2 separate regions of the Mus musculus genome follow, and region 1 is linked to region 2. Evidence: chromatin contacts called from public Hi-C data. All regions are on one chromosome and are shown on one strand. The core of a region is the stretch at or near the end of the contact, and the rest is flanking DNA. Distances in the headings are between cores, read along the strand shown. Region 1 has its middle 7.3 kb from the start of 1700001C19Rik. Region 2 overlaps Trerf1 (transcriptional regulating factor 1).

What was found. A called contact is a pair of places that touch in the nucleus more often than the background predicts.
Region 1: a Hi-C map of the N1E-115 cell line shows a contact between it and region 2, with 3 times the contacts expected there. The contact joins two enhancer-like sites. A contact is called at or near these places in 4 of 484 Hi-C or Micro-C datasets (the HPC-7 cell line, the N1E-115 cell line, cortical neurons and 1 more) and 2 of 9 other capture datasets (adipose tissue and embryonic stem cells).

Annotation. Positions count from the first base shown.
Region 1 is chr17:47,427,641-47,430,706 of GRCm38.p6, forward strand. It overlaps a transcript of 1700001C19Rik not described here. Among named protein-coding and RNA genes, the nearest start is that of 1700001C19Rik, 7.3 kb to the left of the region's middle. Within about 2 kb of position 1,316, at least 38 of the 459 cell types and tissues checked have an H3K27ac peak or open chromatin away from gene starts, as enhancers often do. A contact at or near this core is called in the N1E-115 cell line, where this site is marked.
Region 2 is chr17:47,331,023-47,334,561 of GRCm38.p6, forward strand. All of the region lies in intron 11 of Trerf1 (transcriptional regulating factor 1), which reads left to right. Among named protein-coding and RNA genes, the nearest start is that of Mrps10, 36 kb to the right of the region's middle. Within about 2 kb of position 1,464, at least 49 of the 459 cell types and tissues checked have an H3K27ac peak or open chromatin away from gene starts, as enhancers often do. A contact at or near this core is called in the N1E-115 cell line, where this site is marked.

The DNA of each region.
Region 1 (3,066 bases), core at 66-2,565, 96 kb after region 2:
AGTATGGAGCCTGGTCTCCATACAAGGTCCTAGCCAGCATTGCATTGTGAGACTCTGTCTCAAATGTGTGTGTGTGTGTGTGTGTGTGTGTGTGTGTAAATAAATAGGAAAGCAAATGTCTTCCCAGCACCAAACACAAACCTCCTGGTCAGGGCAGACACCATTCGTTCACACCTCTCAACACAAGCTAAGCAAGTGTTCCTGGGTCCTGTCAGAAGGGAGTCTGGAGTCTAGTCGCTTCTCCAGAGGAAAGAGGAAGGTTGAATTCCCCCTCCCCAGCCCCTCCTCCGTGGGGCTCCTGGAGATAAGATGTCCTCTACCTGGGAAGAAGATGCTGCCCTGCAGCCAGGCTCATCTGGGTATCGGGTGATGGGAGGAGCTCTGAGGATCTAGCTGCAGAGACCAGGGTCAGCTAGAAGTGAGCTGAAGATGTCTCCAGCAGCCTCTCCCAGAGAGAACACAGGCTTTACGGCGGTGGGATGGGGTTTCTGGTTAGATAGTGACTTCCTGGGCCGGATCCCACCCCACATTCCAGAGTGGGCCAGGAGGCTGCAGGTGGCTGAGTAATGGCTGAGCAGAGATTAATTACAGGATGGGGTTTTGTCTGTATCAAAGGGATGCCTGCTATTTGACTGTTTCTTTTACTGGAGGAACAGGCATGCAGTAATGTTATTAGTTGACTAAGTTCAGGCAGGAAAGAGAATCAGGCTCCAGCCCCATTCTGTTTGTCTCCTTCCTATGTAGCCTAGGATGACCTAGGATTTCTCATCCTCCTGCCTCAACCTCTCCAGTGCTAGAGTTGCCAGCATTCTCCACCATGCCTGTTTTCTGCGGTGCTGGGGATTAAACCCAGGTCCTTATGCAAGCTGGGCAAGCACTCTGCCTGCCGGGCCACCCCCCCATTCTCAGCCCCAAATCAGGCTCTGACTCTGCTGAGGGAAAACTGAGTTGCCATAGCTCTGGGGTTGACAAGATGAAATTGGAAGTTGGGGGTGGGTTCTCCATACTGAACCTAGCTCTGCAGGTCGCCCCATGTCTGAAGGCAGTGGAGGGGAGATGGGTGGTGTGAGAGCCAGCCTAGAATATGCTGACACTCAAACCTCGACCTTAAACATTTCTGGTATTCGCAGGTCACAGCAGGCTTCAATGTCCTCTGCTCCCAGCCAAGATGCAAAGGGACCAGCTCTGGGGAAAAGTGAACAAGCATTTCAGGGTGTTCCTTGTATGCCAGGCTCTGGACTGTGTGCGTCACCCTTATGGTCTCCCTAGCAACCTCAGGCCTAGCCCCTGGCCTTCCTCTTGGTCCAGGGCTGAAGAAGCTGACTCAGCACATTAGCCTCCGCCTGCCAATCAGGGCCATTGTTTTCCCACAGACTAGCAATTACACCCTTCTGTTTGCAGTGTGAGCTCACACGCCCCAGCCCTCGTCCTCTCTGAGTGACCAGTTTGATCCTCTCATCAGTTAAGTGGCTTCCTTCTGCCCCCTCAGTCCAGCCCTTCCCATTCACCTTCCCGCCAGCTGTTAGGGTGGACACTGAAACACTGCAGCTGTTAGAGCCTGAGGCGACACCCAGTGGCAGAACTCTTGACAACGAGAGAGCCCGACACCTTGGGTTAAGTTCCCTTGCAGCACAAAAACAAACCAACCCTATGTTTCCAGTCTCCCTTGCCCGCCCAGCTCAGGATCCTGTGGGGGCAATCTGGTAGCCACTGCTCTCGGCTACAGCCTCTCAGACATTAATGCACATCCTGTCATGAGAGATAATAAACTAATCTGAGAGAGGTGTGCCTAATAAGACTTCTCTGGGTAATGACAGGGAAGATGGCTCGGGATAAAGGCACTCGCTGCCAAGCCTTACAACCTAAGTTCCATCTCCAGGACCCACACGGTGGGAGGAGAAAAACAACTCCTACAAGTTGTCCTCTGACCTCCACATGGGCCCCGTGGCCTGCAAATGCTACCACCACCACTCCTCCCCAGATAAATAATATGTAATTTAAAAAGAACTAGACAGGACTGGAGAATTGGCTCAGCCCTTGTGTCTCTTCCAGAGAACCTGGGTTTGGTCCCCAGCACCCACATAGTAGGTCTCAGCCTCTCTCTTCTGATCTCTAAGGGGACTGGACACGGCACACATACACACAGGCAAAGCACTCATTTTAAAATTAAAAAAAAAAAAAAAAAAAAGATAGCAAGGGATTCAGACACTGGAGTTCACAAACTGCAGGCCCTTCTTCTTCTTCTTCTTCTTCTTCTTCTTCTTCTTCTTCTTCTTCTTCTTCTTCTTCTTCTTCTTCTTCTTCTTCTTCTTCTTCTTCTTCCTTCTTCTTCTTCTTCTTCTTCTTCTTCTTCTTCTTCTTCTTCTTCTTCTTCTCCTCCTCCTCTTCCTCCTCCTCCTCCTCCTCCTCCCCCCCTTCTCCTCCTCCTCCTCCTCCTCCTCCTCTTCCTCCTCCTCCTCCTCCTCCTCCTCCTCCTCCTCCTCCTCCTCCTCCTCTTCTTCTTCTTCTTCTTCTTCTTCTTCTTCTTCTTCTTCTTCTCCTTCCTCTGGAAGAATAGCCAGTGCTCTTCCCCACTGAGGCATCTCTCCAGCCACCTGCAGGCCCTTCTATTCATTCGCTTGATTATTTACTTACTCATTCATTCCTTGTTTGTTTGTTTGTTTGTTTGTTAAAGCAAGGTCGTGTGTAGCCCAGGCTGGACTTAAACTTGTTACCTGGCCGAGGCTGACTTTGAACGCCTGATTCCTGACTCCACATCCCAAGTGCTTTGTGAGATTATAGGTGTGTAATACCACCCGTCTGGCTTTGTTTGACTTCCAGTTTTTATTTTTGAGACAGGGTCGGTCACATTATGTAGCTGGCCTGTAACTCACTCTGTAGGCTTGAAACTGCGATCCTCCTGATTCCATCCCCGCCTCCGAGGATGCTAGGATGCAAAGCATGCGCCTCCCGGTCCAGCTGTTTCTAACTTTAACTTTCTGAAATGTGTCCCTCCCATTTGCCTCCTCCTTCAGCAAACATTTTTACTAGGTTTTAATTTATGTTTTCAAAGTTTCTCTGTGCCAA
Region 2 (3,539 bases), core at 214-2,713:
AGAGCACCTCCAGCCCCAAGCAAAACAAAACATGAAAATGTTACCAAGAATGTTGAAAGTCTGCTGAGGCCCATTAAGCTTTTCGGATGGAGTATTGCTAGATTATCCATTCCCCCAACTTCTTCCCTCTCAAATACCTTAGGAAAAACTCTTGCTTTCTGAAATCATTTCAGCCCTTGGAGACCCGAAGAGGGGGGTTACCAGTCAGTTGCCTTCTTCTCCAAGTGATTACAAGCCAAGCCTCCAAGAATATTCTAGTGTTGTGAGCAGATGAAGACACTGGTCCCTGAAGTCAGATACAATTCCAGATCTTTGACAGCTGCCTATCAAGACATGGGAAGAGACAGGCGGATTTCTGAGTTCAAGGCCAGCCTGGTCTACAGAGTGAGTTCCAGGATAGCCAGGGCTACACAGAGAAACCCTGTCTCGAAAAACAAAAACAACAACAACAACAAAAAAAGGGAGATAACTGAGTTCGTTACATCTTTTGTCCCAGCCACCATGCCATACTCTGAAACCCCCTGTATATGATTCCTGGGGGGGGTCACTGAATCCTGTCCCATCATAGCCCTGTCCTGCCTCGGCCTTTGTGCCCAGAGCCTTTCTATTACTCCCAGTTGGACGGTCAGCTCAATTTCTCCCTCGTTGGAACACCTACCCTCAAGTTCCCTTTTGGCTTCCAGCCTGAGAACTAGACCCATCTGACTCCTGGAATTTCCCTTTAGGCTCCTAGTCTGGTTTGGTCTTCATTGCTGTGATAAAACACAGACTAAAACCAACCAAGGGAAGGAAAGAGTTTATTTGACTTAGAGCTTATAGTCCACCATTGAGGGAAGCCAAGGTAGGAATCAGGAAACAGAGTCTGAGGCAGCCCATAGAGGACCACAGCTGATTGGCTTGCTTACTGGCTCCTTCAGTCGCCTTCCTTACACAGTCCAGGCTCACCAGCCCAGGAATGGCACCATCCCCAAACGCCCAGGTCTTCCACCGTCAATTAGCAATTAAGAAAATGTCTCACAGACATGGCCACAGGCCAATCTGATGGAGCCAGTTTTTCCGTTGAGCTTCCCTCTTCCACTGGTATGTCAAAATGTGTGCCAAGTTGAGCAAAAACTAACTGTGACACCTAAGGAAGGAAGTCAGATCCGAGCTGTGCTGTTCCCTGGAGGGAAGACAGCTAGACAGAGGTCCTAGGCAGATAGATACAAGCCTGTGGAAACACTCTACTCCCTCGCTCAGGACCAGGAGGAGAGAAATGCCATGAGGCAAAGGACCAGTGAGCAAGGTGGGCGTCTGGCCCAGCCCTCAAGGCAGCCTGCCAAAGTTCAAGAGCCTGTGCAGCATCCTCAGAGGCAGCATCCTCAGAGAACAGCTGTGCAGTGCCTCCCAGTGCTCAGTCTACACGGGGACACACTGTCCCTCGCCAGTGGTTTCGCTTAAGCACTCACATCGGGGGTGGGGTGTACTGTACATGGAGGAGTCGTGGAGCTTGTAGTCAGACAGCTGGAGCTTCGGTGATATCTCCACTGAACAGGTCTTTTATGCAGATGTGCGCAGGGGATTGTGGGTGGTTGAGTTAGATCTAGCTTCTTCGCAAGGTACAGCGAAGAATCCTGTCACGTCCCACCACAACCACAAGTACCCACTGGGGCTTCAAAGTCTGCCTTGACTTTTGAAAGACAAATAAGACCTGCGAGAGACACCCTTTCTTTTTTCTTTTTTTTTTTAATATTTATTTATTATTGTAATTAAGTACACTGTAGCTGTCTTCAGACGTACCAGAAGAGGGCATCAGATCTCATTATGGGTGGTTGTGAGCCACCATGTGATTACTGGTGGTTGTGAGCCACCGTGTGGTTGCTGGGATGTGAACTCAGGACCTTTGGAAGAGCAGTCAGTGCTCTTAACCACTGAGCCATCTCACCAGCCCCGAGACACCCTTTCCAAAGTCTGGGCTCGTCTTGGAAGCTGCCCAAAGTTAATAAGGAGACAGAATTCTGTGTTTGGCTAGAATTACTTTGCAAAGAACACAGCTGTGGAAGCTTTTATTTTGTTTTATTTTTACTACATAGTAGATTTCTACTATACCTAAGTCAGTACATTCTCCTGCCTCGCCTGACATAGCATTTGCAAAATATGTTTGGTGACAAACTCAAAATATGGGCTCAGATTGAAGCCGTCCCTCCTTACTGCACCTAGAAGAAACTTGGGCAGCAGTCTACATTCCAAGAAAAAAAAAAAATCTGACCTTTTCTTGCTATAGATAATTCTGTGTGACATTGAAAATCTGCCATAAAGGCTCCCGTTTTTTTTTACAGCGAGCATGTCTTTCTGTGGTAACCACAATACTGACATCAATAAAAGGTGGTTTGGTTTTTTTTAATCCTGAAAGGAAGCCAGAGAGACCCTCTAAAAAAGATACTGTGTCCAAGTTTTCTCTGCCCCAGGAATGTCTGTTTTTAATTGCCTGGATTTGCTGTAGATTGGCCCCAAATTAGCCACCATCCAGAGGGCCGTTTCCCAGCAACCAAAGCTCCATGCATTTTGCCTCTGGATACTATACTAGTGCCCATTTCATCCAGTTAATTAGGCTCTTTGTCATTAGCCTTAATCGGCTTGTTAGGGCCCCTGCTGATAATAGCCCAATAGCCAGGAATCCCCAGGTGGAACAAGTAAGTCTGGGGGAATGTCAGCCCACTAACCTCATTTGCCAGCCTGGAGGGTGGCAGAGATCTTACAGAGAGAGGCAGAGCTTTGAGAAACCAAGCAAGGAGTTCCAACAGGGCCAGGCAGCCTCATAAGAGGCCACACATCAGAAGAACAATGTGTGTCCCATCGCCTGCGCTGATACAGGATCTGCCTCAAGTGACTTGTAGAGACACAGAGCATCTATTGAGCACCTATTTATGACCAAACAGTGTTGGTCACAGTGAACTGGCCACCTGTGCCCAAGGGTAAGGAAACTAAGAATTGGACTTCCGTGCTGTCCCGGAAGGAAGAACTGTCAGGGCACATGCACAGCAGAAGATCTCCTGGCTAAAATCAACCTTGGTCACAGCCTAGTGAAGCCATCTGGGGAGAGTGCTCAGATGTCATTTATCTATACCAGGAACTCAGTCTAAGACCCAAGGATGGAGCTTCAATCCCAGTGAGCAGTCCCTGGTCTCTGGAGGCCATGTGTTGTGTGCCATGCCCTATTGGATGCATGCACACGTGAGTACAAGCACTATCCTTTTCATACTTACTAGGACTGTACAAGTGCCATCCTCTTTCTGTCACTAGCCTCAAAGTAGGAGTGACACAGAGAAGAAAGGGAGCCACCATCCCACTGTTTTCCTGGACAACTGAAGACCTGAGACAGAAAACCTCATTACAGAGCAACAACCTCAAGGCACACCCCCAAGAGGTCTTTTTTTTCCCCCCTCCTCCTTCAAGTATGGGGACTCCTGCCTAGCAGACGGCCCAGCAAGCCTTGTGGACACTTGAAGTAATGGATGTCTCAAAAGTAAGCAGAGCTGGGAACTCAGCCCTGCTCTTTG